5 separate regions of the Mus musculus genome follow, and all the other regions are linked to region 4. The links are chromatin contacts, called in public Micro-C and promoter capture Hi-C maps. All regions are on one chromosome and are shown on one strand. Each heading gives the region's core, a stretch centred on a gene start, on an enhancer-like site or on the middle of the called end of the contact. The rest is flanking DNA. Distances are from core to core; before and after follow the strand shown. Region 1 holds the start of Wdr41 (WD repeat domain 41). Region 2 holds the start of Zbed3 (zinc finger, BED type containing 3). Region 3 overlaps Arsb (arylsulfatase B). Region 4 holds the start of Ap3b1 (adaptor-related protein complex 3, beta 1 subunit). Region 5 holds the start of Otp (orthopedia homeobox).

Region 1 (2,700 bases), core at 177-2,676, 620 kb after region 4:
TGGGTATTTTGTTCCCAATTCTAAGAAGGGGCAAAGTGTCCACACTTTGGTCTTCATTGTTCTTGAGTTTCATGTGTTTTGCAAATTGTAACTTATATCTTGGGTATTCTAAGTTTCTAGGCTAAGATCCACTTATCAGTGAGTACATATCATTTGAGTTCTTTTGTGATTGAGTTACTTCACTCAGGATAATGCCCTCCAGATCCATCCATTTGCCTAGGAATTTCATAAATTCATTCTTTTTAATAGCTGAGTAGTACTCCATTGTGTAAATGTACCACATTTTTTGTATCCATTCCTCTGTTGAGGGGCATCTGGGTTCTTTCCAGCTTCTGGCTATTATAAATAAGGCTGCTATGAACATAGTGGAGCATGTATCTTTCTTACTAGTTGGAACATCTTCTGGATATATGGCCAGGAGAGGTACTGTGGGATCCTCCGATAGTACCATGTCCAATTTTCTGAGGAACTGCCAGACTGATTTCCAGAGTGGTTGTACAAGCTTGCAATCCCACCAACAATGGAGGAGTGTTCCTCTTTCTCCACATCCTCACCAGCATCTGCTGTCACCTGATCTTAGCCATTCTGACTGTTGAGAGGTGGAATCTCAGGGTTGTTTTGATTTGCATTTCCCTGATGATTAAGGATGTTGAACATTTTTTTCAGGTGCTTCTCAGCCATTCGGTATTCCTCAGATGAGAATTCTTTGTTTAGCTTTGAGCCCCATTTTTAATGGGGTTATTTGATTTTCTGGAGTCTACCTTCTTGGGTTTTTTATATATATATTGGATATTAGTCCCCTCAAACTTTGATTTCTATGTGCCAACTAGAGATTGCTTTTCCTAGTCTACATTTTCAAAAGTGTCCAGGTAATTTTTGATACGAAGCCAGGTTGTATAACCAGTCGTGTAACTATTAAGAAAATTTAGAGGCTGACATAGAATGTTTGGAGCTAGAAATGTCGCTCCATGTTTCAGCAGCACAGCCAGGGAACGGATTCCTTCGCTTTATACTTCCTGCTTTGGAAGACAGTCCAGGCAATGTGTAAGAACCGGTTTTGAAGTTTACCGAGCAAGTCTTAATTCCATCATGGCCACCTGCTGGCTTTTATCTTTAGACACATTACTTAATCTTTAAGCGGGTCAGTTTCTTGGTCTGTAAAAAGGGAGGCGTTAGGGTTTGGTACAGTCCTTATTCTGTGGCACACAATGTTGGCTGCTTGGTGTACAAGAACGCCACTAGATTCGTCCAGGAGCAGAAGTCTACTGCAGGCACACCCTCTCCATCTGGCTGTTGGGAAACCAGGAGACTTGCTAGTGTGTTTAAGGGGCGCCGTAGCTACACAGGATTTAGACAAGCGCTGGTCCTGCGGCGACATGGCCGCAGCGCACGCCCACTAGGGGGCGCCCGAGCGACCTGAGCTCTTGCGCCAACCGCGCGGCGCCCACGCGCGTGCTCACTGGGGACGCGGAACCTCCGCCTCCGCCGTCGCGGCCTTCAGTGCGGGCGCCCCAACGAGACTTCTGTTTTCCCGCTGCCTCGCCCCAGGCTCACTCGGCCGCAGCCCCAGCACCTGCGCCGCGGCGGCCCTCGCTCCGTGGGCCGCGGACGCCCCGGCCCGATGCTGCGCTGGCTGATCGGAGGAGGCCGCGAGCCGCAGGGCCTAGCCGAGGTAATGCGCGGGGGCCCGGGGGCGGGGCCGGGGCGGGGCCTGCGGCGAGCGCCGGAAGCGGCTGCTCAGGGCCACCTGGCCTCTGCTAAGAAACTGGGACTTAACTACAAACCAGCAGGAGTGACTGCCACTCTTGATTTATTTGAACCGATAAGTCTTCTCAGCCGGGACTCGAATTTGCTTAAGGAACGTAAATTTAACTAGTTGCTTTCCGAGAAGCTAAGTGAGAAAATGATTTCTGTTTATTTAGTACATGTATGGTCTCATCGTCACATTGAAAAAATAATTTTGTCACCTTAAAAATGTTGACATCTGAAATTTACTTCATGTGCCACACAACAATTTGTGTTACACTTCCTTCCTTATAGGAAGCATTTTACAGTTTGGATTATTGCAAACTTGGCAGTTTTAACTTCCTCATAGCTTTGACATTGACACGTGATTTTTTTAAATCACTTATTTTATATAATTTGAAGTCCTTAGGGTTATGGAAGAATTGTGGATTATTGAATGGACACATAACATATATTTGACTATTTGCTTATTTAGTGAATACACTATTTTATTCAGTTCTGTCATACCTGGTAAAACTCTCACATAATTGAGTGACAGCTAGAAAAGAGACCAGATAAATGCAAAACCATCACCATGGGATAGCATGCTGGATCTTACGTTTTCTTTTCCACACAAAAGTACTTCAATTGTGTAACTGCCTTGAATATGTACACTATAAGAGCTGGTGATTTTTCCTAATGAATGAGAGAACATTACTTATGAATTACAGTCAGCCTTCCAGTCTAAGTGATTCTCAGTCCTGGGGTAATCTTGTCCCCAGAGGATAGTACAGTGTCTACTGTTGGCCATGGGTAGGTGTGATGGGGGCACTGTGTATAGAAGAAGGATGCTGCTGTCTATCCTAACACCCAGGAGAGGTCTCAGGAACAGAAACTTAACGTAGTCCAAACTCGCTTGTCAGACTTAAGAAACCTTGGTTAAGAACAAAGCTTCTTATGGTGAAATTGTACTGA
Region 2 (2,777 bases), core at 140-2,639, 970 kb after region 4:
TGTGAGGGATTTTTACCTAATTTGAAGTGGGGAGATCCACTTCTAATCAGGAATCTTTGAGGTAAAAAGACACACCTTTAATCTTTTGAGCCAGAAAAACCCCACCCCTAATCTGGGCCACGCCTTCTGCTGGAAGCCTATATAAGGACACGGGAGAAGACAGCTTTTTGCTTTTTGCCACTGTACTCTGGCCTAACTGGCAAGTCCATCGCCAGCGGCGGCGGTTACTCCTGCAGGATTCCAGCTTCTATTGAAGACCAGCTGAGACACAACTACTAGATTCTTGGATTTTCCATTCATAGACAGCTACTGTTGGGTTAGCTGGACCACAGCCTGTAAGTCATTCTAAAACTTCCCCCTTTCTCTATATAAAGAGAGGAATTCGGTTTGTAAGTTCTGTTACTCTAGAGAATCCTTACACACTTTTTAAAATGTGTTTTCGTTCATTTGTTTGTTTGTTTTACTGGTTTGCTGGGTTACAAAAGAATATGATCAAAATATATTGTATGAAAACATTTAGGTCAATCTTGAAAGAGGGGAATCTAATAATCTCGCCATTGCAAAAGTATTCCTTTCGTGATACCCAACAAGATTTTTCTTTTCTCTGAAATTCTTGGCATAGAAGAAAGTCAACAAATAGGTCTATCAGGTGTGTGTGTGTTTAAGTGAGGAGGGTTATAATATTTCCACTGCAAAACACGTGCTCTGCATGAGCAAGGTGCTCCTCCCCAGCGCCACTTGAACCAAAGCAGTTAACATGGATTGTATTACCTACAAAAGAATTTCTTGGTTTTTTGGTTTTTTGTTTTTTTTTGTTTTTTTTACATTTATATCTTTTTGCTTATTGTCTTCTAGCAAGGCTTCGTGCCCATTGTTCATGTGACTTACTTTGACTAATAGAATGTGAGCAGAGCAGTATGTGGGCTGAAGAGATGATTGGGGTGGGGGGGCGGGGAGTCGGTTACCGCCGATCCATCGCCCTCTTCTGGATTCCACTGACACTGCACCCATGCATGCACAGACACCCACCACCACCACCACCACGCAAAAACACTAAATTAAAAAGCAACAAATTAGTGACTTTTGTTTTGTTTTTATGAATGAAGGGCAGAACGTGCCAGCTGTGCGTTAAGAGCTAACTGGTGCGTTCTTGAATTTGGCAAGTCACTTCCTTGCGACTATTTATAGATTAAAAATCTGTATGGTGGGAATATTTGAACGGCTGGAACAGCAAAACGCTACACAACAGGATTGCCCGTCAGCCTGCAAAGCCCCAAGGCTCTCGCCCGCACCTCAGCGGGCTGGTCTTGAAAAAGGTTTCTCTTTCCACCTGGAGCGTGGAATGCAGAAACCCGCCTTAGAACGCAGCCGCTAGCGGCTGATGTAACTGTAAATCACGCAGACGCTGTTAACTGAATATAATGAAGACAAAGGTAGTTCCCTGTGCTGGTGGTTTGGGTGGACACCTTTTCCTCCTAAGACCTTGATTGCAAGGACTTCTGACTAGTGCCATATCAGAGGCCTTAATCTGTAAGAATGCGAGCGAGCAGTGCGCCCAGCTGAGGATCTGGACCCGCTGAATCCAAGGGCTTGGAAGGTTAACGCGCAAACGTGCAGAGCCACGGTTAAAACGCTTTCAGCATCCCTGCGCTATTATTGCACCGTTTAAAAACCTCCGACAGATTTCAATTCGTTAAACTAGTTCTCCATCCGTTACTCTAAACTCCTCCCGGACCGGATGGTTTAGCAGCGGCGCCCCGGCGTCCAGACCACGCGTCACCGCCCCCCATGGACGCCCCGAGACGCGCAAATTGAGCGCTGTGTCTTTAAGGGGGAATCGGCCTTTTCCGTCCAGGACAAAATGTCTGCGAGGAGCCCGGAGGCGAGGGGCGACCATCGCGGCGTCCGGGTGAGCGTGGCTGGCTGGGGCTCGGTGGCGTGGCTTGGCTTGGCGGGAGCGACCGCAGGGACACCAGGGGCTGCAGTGATCTCAGGGGCCCGCGGGGACGTCCGGGATCGGAGAAACCGCGGGGTGGAGGGGTGCGGGGGACGCCACGCAGGACCTCGGGGACTTCGGGAGCCCCTAGGCCGTGGGATCCAGGGTCGCAGCCGCGGGGTCTGCAGGGGATGCCTACCACCCCAGGCTTGGCGGAGGGGCCCAGCCTGCGGGCTTCCGGAACCTTCTGGAGCGTCTCCGCTCTCTTTGGTTAACCAGCTCCGGGGGGTGGGGGGTGGGGAAGAGGGGGAACTGTCCCCGTAAAGTTGCCTCGGTGGAGAGTGACTTTGAGCCTCATGCGCTAATTGCGACTTGGTTAATGTTTCCCACCTGTGTGTGTGTGTGGAGGGGGGGGGGGGGGCTGTAAGAAAACCGGTGTAAACCAGAGTAAACCAGAATCTCCTCCTCCACTGGACACAAAAGAGTTTCCTGATCCGGGCCTGGCTCACTGGAGCCTTTGGTTGTGCAAGCCTTCTGTGGCCGGCTTAAAGCTTTACTAAAAAGAATAGGATTTTCCTTCATTGGAAAAAAAGTACCTGCCATTGCTGAGCTCCAAAGGTGTTTAGAACAGCTGTTGAATAGTTTCGTGAGTTGAGATAATTAGTGGTGTTCTGAATTTTTTATTTTATTTTTTTTTTTAAGACGGGGTCTGTTTCCTTGGGTGACCTGAAACTTGCCTGTGTAGACCAGGCTGACCTGGATCTTACAGAGACTACCTGCCTCTGCCTCCCAAGGGCTTGGATTAAATTCATGGGATTAAATTCCTGGTGATTCCAGTACT
Region 3 (2,700 bases), core at 114-2,613, 520 kb before region 4:
GGAGCCAGCACAGTGTATGTCTTTGTGTTTGTGTTTCTGTACATGAGTCCAGTGTCTGCGGTGCAGGAAAAAGATGGCGACTCCCCTAGAGTTAGGATTACAGACTGTTGTGAGCTGCCCAGTGTGCAGAGAATTGAGTGTGGATCCTGCAGAAGAGCATCACGTGCTCTTACACGCTGAGTCATCTCTCCAGCCCTGGATGTTATAGTTTTTTTTTTTAAAGAAATATTTTCCAGCCTATTCTTTTGCTTGCCAGAAGTTTTCACATTGTTTTCTGTGTTTCAAAAGCTTCTTTCTACAGTGAACATTTAGGCTTAGCTTGTATTGCCATGGAGTTATGAGTACCTGTTAGTTCAGGGATGTACTGTGATGTACAGACATGAGCTAAAATGGAGAGATGGTCACTGATAAAACCCTTGTTTCTTTTCTTCTTCCGAGCTGGTTTATTTTCTATTAAACCTCCCAGATGCTGTTTTGTTACTTTAGAATAGGAAATCTATATTATCTTTTTAAAAATCCCTCTTAAACAAGTGGGGTTTTCCCAAAAATTTCTCTAGCCAGAGGGAACTCTTCATTAAACAGAGCACTTTCTGGAAGGAGAGCGTATGAGCTTATGTCAGGAATTAAGTGATGGAGAAGGGGAAAATGTCGCCTGGCCTTAGGTGCAGAAACTGACCCAGAAGCCTTGGCCAAGTGGCGAGAGTTGACAGAGAGCCAATCGTGGTGCTTCTGACCCGTGCCTTGGCAGGAACCTCTCTGCTACCTTTAGACTTCAGAGCATCTCTAACTGGTTGGATCTTTGTCAAGAGCTTGGTCCGAGGTGGTTTCTTTTCTTTTCTTTTTATTTCTTTTCTCTTGATTTAATATAAAGCACTCACAAATTCTTTCAAGAACAACACACAGCTTTGTTTAGCTCCCTCAAGCCCTTTCACCTCTGTCAAGTTGCACCAGGAAATTTAAGGTCTAGCCAGAGGCCCCCAAAGAGTTAAAAAAAAAAAAAACCAAAACCCTCAACCATCCTGCAGAGTAGGAGAAATTGATGTCAAAAACAGATGTGCTGCTGTGGGCCTTGCTGAATTCATAAGTCAGGATAAAGCCAGTATGTATGCATGCATCTTAAAAAAAAAAATCTTGGCCAGAATTATAGAGAAATGGAAGGTCTCCTCTGCGATTCCTCTTCAGGCCTTGCTGGCCAGGAGCCCTGGTGAAGGGCTCCCGGGAGACAGGTGGCCCTGACAACTCCTAACCATTAAGTCAGAACGCCCTCTAATCCCTTGTTTTCCTTGTTGGTGTTCTGCAGGGCCGAGCTCCCTGCACAGAGCCTGCCCGTTTTCATTGGCTTTGGGGATTGTTATTGGAGTGGCTGACAGCTGTCTGCCAGGCTGTCTGAAACTGCCTTCCTGTGCTCTCCACACTGCTCCACTTCACAGCGCTATTGTTCCTGTCCAGCCTTTTCTTAAAATCTTTCCCAGCTGTATCCTGATATGGCAAACCACCTAAATTAGCTCCAGATTGTTCTGTTTATTTTATGTTAGATAAGTGATAGACTATAGTCCCAGCAGCGGGCCAAATGGAGGGTGGAAATGGGGGCAGGGTGTTGGAGGGGGTCAGAAGACGCTCGATTTTTTACTGCACAGGGAGAGTTCCAGACAAAACTCTGAAATGGCGCATGCGTGACAGAGCCACTAGTCCTGCCATTCATACGTGACCCAGAGTGGTTGGCAAGCATAAACTTTGGATCTGAACAGCAGAAAAGAGAAATCAGAACCCCAACACAAAGCCTTACTAGACAGAAGCAAAAATATCTATCCTGGGGAAAACACATAGGATCTGTCAGGTTGGTTTCTATGCCAGCTACCACACTTGACTTTCCTGTCAACAGAGACCCCTCTCACTTGCCAGTGAAAGGCTCTGTGGGTTCAAACCTGTCCCCAGTCCTTTAATCTCCCTGTATGCTCGGCATTTGAAAACATTTGCTTCCTGTGCCTGAATTTAAAGCTAGAAACCCACAGCAATTGACTCGCCATCATAACTGCTTTCCATACAGCTGCAAGTGAAAATTCACAATAGATTTGGCCTCTTCTGCTCCTCTTGGCCATCTGTGCAACTGCTTAACTGTGGCCTCTCCCCTGTGGGGCCAACTTCTAGCAGGGCCTCTCCACAGAGACCTTCCAAATGCTTAACAAAAAAGTGTTTTTTAACTATAACTAGATTCTCTCCCAGGATGAAGACTTCATATCTGTAGGGTTAAACCCAGATATAATATAACTAGATTCTCTCCTAGGATGAAGACTTTATGATCTGTTGGGCAAACCCAGATACAATATAAGAAATGAACGTCCAAAGCTTGACTCAGCTGAAGCAACGCTAGCAGCCACTGAGTGCTTGTCTCTGGTAACTCAAGACTCCCTAGTGAAGATAGCCATGACTCACTTCAGAGCTGGGCCACTCCTCCCCATGCTGAGCCAAAGTCCTTGAAACCCTTTCTGCCATGTGCAAAGACAGGGAGGAGAGCAGGGTCAGGAGTAATAAAAAAAAAAAAATGCCCCTAGGAACTGCCTCTCACTTTCCTTTTAGGAAAATAATCTCACTGTATAATTTTTTTAAATGACAAAACCAACTGGAGAAAAATAATTACCTTGTCAAGGTCTCTTGGCCCCAGTGGATATGCCTTTGGTCTCTATGAAGGTCCAGTATGGA
Region 4 (2,700 bases), core at 67-2,566:
TACGTAAATGGTAGGAGAGCAATTTAGAATATCTAGTAAAAGCGTTTACATTCCAAAATAAAAACAATTATATACTCAGGTATATTTTGTACTGAGGATGTGTTCACATTGTCATTACTTGACAAAATAAGCAAAGCCTAGTGTCTTCCCGTAGTAAATGAATTTATCCATGCACACCACTTAGTATAGTGTCTGGGGTATAAGCTAAGCATCATATAACACCTTGTTATGTATCATCACCATCGATCAGTCAGTCGTAGGAGAGATTCTACAAATCTATCAATATCATCAACACTGGGAAGAAACATATTTGCGATGCTCGAACACTGTCTGGATAGGTGTATTGAAAAGCTAATTAACCGCCAACGTTTGGTCAGTTTGGAGGCTGATTGCTCCTCTCTCTCCTAGCACTAAGGAGGAGCGTGTTTTCCGAGAGACAACGCAATCTTTCAGTCAAGTCGAGAAATCTTGGTGGGACCTTGGTGTTTGCCTGGTGCTACCCTTGGGTTTTGGTGATTTGCTGCAGGGCTGCAGGTATTCAGTCCTTTCTGGACCGCATGTGTAGGGAAAGAGGAACGAAGGAACGGTAGTCACCAGGGAGGCTGGTGAGGGTCCTCTTGGAAAGCTGCCCGGGACAGAAGGGTTGCAGTTCTGCAGCCAGAAACCATCCCATCTTGCTGCTTAGGTGTTGTTGGAAAGCCACTTGCCCAAGAGTGGAAGCAGGCGGCGCTCGGAGGAGAGCGCACTCCAGCTTCTGGCCCAGGCTTAGCTCGCGGCAGCTGACTGCGGGCAGGACGCAAGCCTCGAACTTCAAGTAAGAACCTCGGGCCCCAGGAAAAACTTAGGCAAAGCTTGCAGGCGGATGATCGCCTCCGCGCAGATCCTGAAAGCCTCCTCCGAAGGAGGAGCTTTCACGTCTAGAACGTCAGGCCACTCTGGCTGTGAGAGGGGCGGAAGCCAGCCTCGAGGGCTGAGAGCTTGTGGCCGCTGAAGCCAAGTTCTTCCGACCTGTGCACCGCGTTTCAGGAGCCATCGGGGAGCGATCAGTGGACAGCAGAAGAGAAGCAACGAACCCTGGAGGATCTGAGATCTCCTCCACCAAAACGCATCCAAGGGCCTCATATCCAGTTCTTTACGTGCCCACGACTCTCCGGCTGACCCGGTGCAAAACCCCAGCTTCCTGTTAAGGGTCCCGAGTGTAGCTTCCCGGCAGCCCCTAACACCCGGAGCGCGACAATCTAGCGCACCGGGAGCGGCAGGCGCGGGCCCGCACGGACACAGTGCGCACGCGCAGGGGGTGGGCCGCCCGGTCAGCCGGAGCAGTGACGAGCCCGGAAGCGCCGGCGCGCGCCCCCTCCGCCCCAGAACTAGTTTGGTTCGGTGTCCTCCGAACGCCAGCCATCCGTAGAGGACCCCGCACGCTCTCTCCCGCACCCGCCTGCTGGCCAGCACCGCCCGCGATGTCTAGCAACAGTTTCGCCTACAACGAGCAGTCGGGAGGAGGGGAGGCGGCGGAGCTCGGGCAGGAGGCCACCTCGACCATCTCTCCCTCGGGCGCCTTCGGCCTCTTCAGCAGCGATTGGAAGAAGTGAGGACCGGGGTTCGGGGTGCGGGAGCGCTGCCGGGACGCGAGGCGGCCGCCCGGGCTGCTCTCGGTTCCTGGGGAACCTCCCTGCCGCCCCCGCTGCGGTGGGTCGGTGGGTGGGTGGGTGGGGGTGGCCCCGCCGGGTGCGGGGCTTGTTGGGGACGTCTGGGGACGCCCAAGGCGGCGCCTGTGGTCTTCAAACTTTGGTGTGTGTGGGGGGGAAAAAGCAAACCAGTTGGTGAGCCGAGGTTCCACTTCCCAAACCGTTGACTGAGTTGATCTGGGCTGCGCACAGGAGTTTGAATTTTGAACTTCTAGTGAATTTGAGGTCTACAGGATCAGACCTCGAGAAAGTCATTTATTTAAAGGTGACGAGGGTATTTGGGGAAGGGAGTGGGGAGTGGGCCTGCTGCTTATTGGGACCCTATAATGTAGGGACTAAGCGGTGGTTTGGGGGTTTTGTATAAATGACAAACTTATTTTTTCTACCACCTTTGGCGTTTTTCATGTGATGATCTTTGCACCAGGGTACTTCCCCGCCCCCACTGAAGCACTGAGATAATATTTAAATAGAGTGTTGTTGTGAACCAAACCCAGTTCTAGTTCTTTACAAATAGTATGAATTTTAAAAATAAGCACCAACCGTGTATACTGATTTTTGTAAAAAGTTACTTATGGTTCGCGTCAAATACCGCCAAGAATTGAAAACATCCTTAGCGGGTTCTGTTTTAGTTTGGGTTTTACATTTTGGCGTGTTGATGGGCTGTGGATAAATGTACAGAATTATGACAACTTAGATTATTTGTCGTTCCCCTCCCTTTTCTTTCTGACAGGGTCTCACTGTGTAACCTTGGCTGGCCTGGAACTCACTAGGTAGAGCAGGCTAGCCTGAAACTCAGAGAAATCCTCCTGCCTCTGCTACTCCAGTGCACACACCACCATGCCATTACACATTCTTTTTAAATTTTTGTTCTCTTATTGTTACGCAGTATAGTAAAACATAATAGACTATCACTAGATTCTACCCACTTAAGGTAAGGAAACTTGGTTGATAGTTTTATGGATATTAAGAGGTGTAACTAAAATAATAATTGGTGGGGAAGGTGGTTAGAGAC
Region 5 (2,700 bases), core at 126-2,625, 520 kb after region 4:
TTAATCAAGTTGGGAGCAGTAAATATCAGTTTTCATTTTGCCTTGGGTAGAGGGCATTTTTCTTGTGTTGCAAATAAAAATACAAGTCAAATAACTTTAAAGGGGCATCATGTTCTGCTGCAAATACAATTGAAACGGATTGTTTGGGAGCAGATCAGAAACGGTACAGAATTTTGCACTTAATTTCCTCAGTTATCATTTACAATAAGAACCTCTGGGCTTGGCAGCCAAGTCTAAACAGTAGTAAATTAGTACAAATTTATACTGATTTTACTCTAATAATCGTAATAAAAGCTTATAGATTTGGCACTAATTACATAAATGCCTAATGATCTTGAAAATTACTCTGGTTAGAAATATATTACTAATCTAAACTTTGTTGTTGGCTGGCTCTGAAAAATCAGAACATTAGAAATGGTTCGCTTCACTTGTGCAAAAGCACTTTAAATTGTTCAAGTAGTTTAACACATCCAAGAGGAAAATAAAGAGCGGTTAACTTTATTTACTGCCTTAAGTGGCTTTGGTCGTCTAGCTGAACTTAGAAACTTTGACCGAAAGAGCAGGTTGGGACCTGGGTGAGAGTGTAGGCCTATCGGGCAGGTGGCCCTGGAACGCAGCTTCTGGAGTTCTGGAGGAAGGCTCACTTCATGAAGTCTCCCCCTCCCCCAAAGCGGACAGGGGACCTTGGCGGGGTGGTGGTGGGGGGGCAACTTCCTCTTTATTTTCTAGGCTTGCAATGGGATTGGGGCTCAGTAGGCCAGAGTCTGGGTCTCTAGAGAAGGCCTGCAGAACAGTGGCAGAAATTTAGGGTCGTTCTAGAGATGGTAGCTTGGCTGCCTGGTGAGCTAGGGCTTTGACTACCGCGGTCCAGTGTCCCCTAGCTGGCACGAGCAGGGGCAGCGGGGGCGCGGGTGCGGTGGGATGTGTGTGGGCTGGGGGTGGCGACTCTCAGGTCATGCAGAGGTCATGTCCTGCTTTGGTGTCTGAACTGCCCCCGTTCCAGGGACACCCTAGCTCTGATACACAGAGCCTGTGAAGCGAGCAAGGCAGGACAAGGAAAGGGGAGATGTGCCCGGAGAAAATCTCTGGGAAGAACTGACCGAGGCTCGGCCCAGAGGCCCAGGGCGAGGCCAAGGTGGCCGCTGCTGCTTTAGCGGCTGCTGGAGGCTGGAGCTGCCTGGGCTGCGGCCGCCGCCTCCTCCCGGCAGGCGCAGGCGGGCGGGCGGGCGGAGTGGGGGACTCTCCGGGCGCTGACATTTGCAGGCTGCCCTCCTGATTGGTCCCCTCGCCGAGCTGCTCACGGGTTCATTCATCTGTTAAGCACCTCCCCGTCTCTCTAAAGGACATTATAATGCAAGAAGCCCCCTTTTTAACCACAAACCGAATTTTCTTTCATTTAGGTGATCTATATATATCTATATCGTATAGCTTATAGCTTATATCTATTTTAAATAACTTAAAGCCGCTAAAATTTGGGGGGGAACAGCTTTCGCCCTGGAGCGGTGCGCGATGCTGTCTCACGCCGACCTCCTGGACGCCAGGCTAGGTGAGTGAGCGCCTCTCACCCGGGCAGCCAGGAGAAGCCGGGGCAGGAAATTGTCAATTTGTTCCTTATTTTACCTTAATGCGCCCTAAATGGACTAATTTCTTTAAAAGTAATTGTGCTGTATTAAAGTTTAATTTGATTTAACATCGTCTTAAAAAAAATCTATGGAATATGTAGATTCCAAAACAAAACGGAGTTGGGGATGCTGACACCTTTTTGTTTTTCTTATTTTTTTCTTTCTCTCTCCCCTTCATTATTAATATTATTATTTTTGGAAGGAGTTCTAGCCCGCGATAATTTGTTTGGAGGTGTTTCTCTCTTTTTCCACTCTTGTTTGCTTTGATTTGGAATTTCTTTCATCCCTTTTTCCCCTTCTTCCTTTCTATCATCACCTTCTCCTCTAAGTGTGCTTAAATTTGTTTTCTTTTTTTAAAAAAAAATCTTCTCCTTTGTGAAGGAGAAGCCGCTGTATGAAGGTGGATTTGCTAAGTGTGCTGGTTGAGAAGAAAAGCCCAACTCATCCTCTCGGGCATCCCTGCCTTCTACAAGGGACTCGGTGTTACCAGTGACGGGGAGGGACGAGCCGTTTATTTCTCGGGAGAGAAAAGTTGAATTCTCTAAAGTTTGATTCACTGTTATGGCTATAGAGTTTACTTAAATTTCTTTGAAGCTATCTGGGTTACCAAGTTCTGGGCTTCAGGCTTGGGGAGCTTTAGTGATGGATGTGACTCCGTTTCCCAAACACTTTCTCTGATTTGAGGGGGAGGCGGAGCTGATTTGGGCTTATTTTGAGAGGTGGAAGGCTTGGAGACATATTCATCTTCCGAAAGTCAGAGGGAATTGGCCAGAGTTCATTTAGCGCCTTTGCTCAGGAGGAGCAGCCTCCAAAGGCTCTCTCTTGATTTCTTTTTCTCCCGCACCACCCGACTAAGAATTTTCTCAAGGTTTCCTGGGACACCAGGGTTACAGTTAGTGAAAGGACTCGGGTGTGTTTCATTGTCAGGCCTGGGAGTGGTTTTTTTGTTTTTGTTTTTGTTTTGTTTTTTGTTTTGTTTTGTGGGAGACACGAAGGCCGGAGCTGTGAAGCACCAGAGCGGGCTGTGGAGAGAAGGAGGCCAGGAGATGCTATTTCAACCTAGCTGTCCAATTCCTGG

The links. Promoter capture Hi-C pulls out the DNA fragments that hold promoters and counts their contacts. A called contact is a pair of places that touch in the nucleus more often than the background predicts.
Region 1: a contact with region 4 is called in a promoter capture Hi-C map of pre-B cells, with 3 times the contacts expected there. The contact joins the promoter of Wdr41 here to the promoter of Ap3b1 in region 4. A contact is called at or near these places in 5 of 39 promoter capture datasets (the C10 cell line, cranial neural crest, embryonic stem cells and 2 more), 1 of 484 Hi-C or Micro-C datasets (embryonic stem cells) and 5 of 115 datasets of contacts at active chromatin or transcription factors (astrocytes, embryonic stem cells, forebrain and 2 more).
Region 2: a contact with region 4 is called in a promoter capture Hi-C map of pre-B cells, with 3 times the contacts expected there. The contact joins the promoter of Zbed3 here to the promoter of Ap3b1 in region 4. A contact is called at or near these places in 6 of 39 promoter capture datasets (3T3-L1-derived adipocytes, the C10 cell line, cranial neural crest and 3 more), 5 of 115 datasets of contacts at active chromatin or transcription factors (astrocytes, embryonic stem cells, forebrain and 2 more) and 1 of 9 other capture datasets (embryonic stem cells).
Region 3: a contact with region 4 is called in a promoter capture Hi-C map of hippocampal neurons, with 3 times the contacts expected there. The contact joins the enhancer-like site here to the promoter of Ap3b1 in region 4. A contact is called at or near these places in 5 of 39 promoter capture datasets (the 3T3-L1 cell line, hematopoietic stem and progenitor cells, hippocampal neurons and 2 more) and 1 of 484 Hi-C or Micro-C datasets (psoas muscle).
Region 5: a contact with region 4 is called in a Micro-C map of embryonic stem cells, with 2.0 times the contacts expected there. The contact joins the promoter of Otp here to the promoter of Ap3b1 in region 4. A contact is called at or near these places in 4 of 39 promoter capture datasets (embryonic stem cells, hippocampal neurons, neural stem cells and 1 more), 2 of 484 Hi-C or Micro-C datasets (both in embryonic stem cells), 3 of 115 datasets of contacts at active chromatin or transcription factors (embryonic basal ganglia, embryonic forebrain and embryonic stem cells) and 1 of 9 other capture datasets (embryonic stem cells).

The regions. Positions count from the first base shown.
Region 1 is chr13:94,974,918-94,977,617 of GRCm38.p6, forward strand. It overlaps Wdr41 (WD repeat domain 41), which reads left to right and starts at 1,427. Exons shown (of 14, transcript NM_172590.3): 1 at 1,427-1,672. The coding sequence starts at 1,622.
Region 2 is chr13:95,323,436-95,326,212 of GRCm38.p6, forward strand. Zbed3 (zinc finger, BED type containing 3) reads left to right here and starts at 1,390. Exons shown (of 2, transcript NM_028106.3): 1 at 1,390-1,909.
Region 3 is chr13:93,837,913-93,840,612 of GRCm38.p6, forward strand. The region is part of intron 4 of Arsb (arylsulfatase B); the gene reads left to right. Among named protein-coding and RNA genes, the nearest start is that of Mir5624, 48 kb to the left of the region's middle. Within about 2 kb of position 1,364, at least 139 of the 459 cell types and tissues checked have an H3K27ac peak or open chromatin away from gene starts, as enhancers often do. A contact at or near this core is called in hippocampal neurons and second pharyngeal arch cranial neural crest, where this site is marked.
Region 4 is chr13:94,357,644-94,360,343 of GRCm38.p6, forward strand. Ap3b1 (adaptor-related protein complex 3, beta 1 subunit) reads left to right here and starts at 1,317. Exons shown (of 27, transcript NM_009680.3): 1 at 1,317-1,588. The coding sequence starts at 1,461. Gm9776 (predicted gene 9776) reads right to left here and starts at 1,280. Exons shown (of 1, transcript NR_045619.1): 1 at 1-1,280.
Region 5 is chr13:94,874,261-94,876,960 of GRCm38.p6, forward strand. It overlaps Otp (orthopedia homeobox), which reads left to right and starts at 1,376. Exons shown (of 3, transcript NM_011021.4): 1 at 1,376-1,546. The coding sequence starts at 1,510.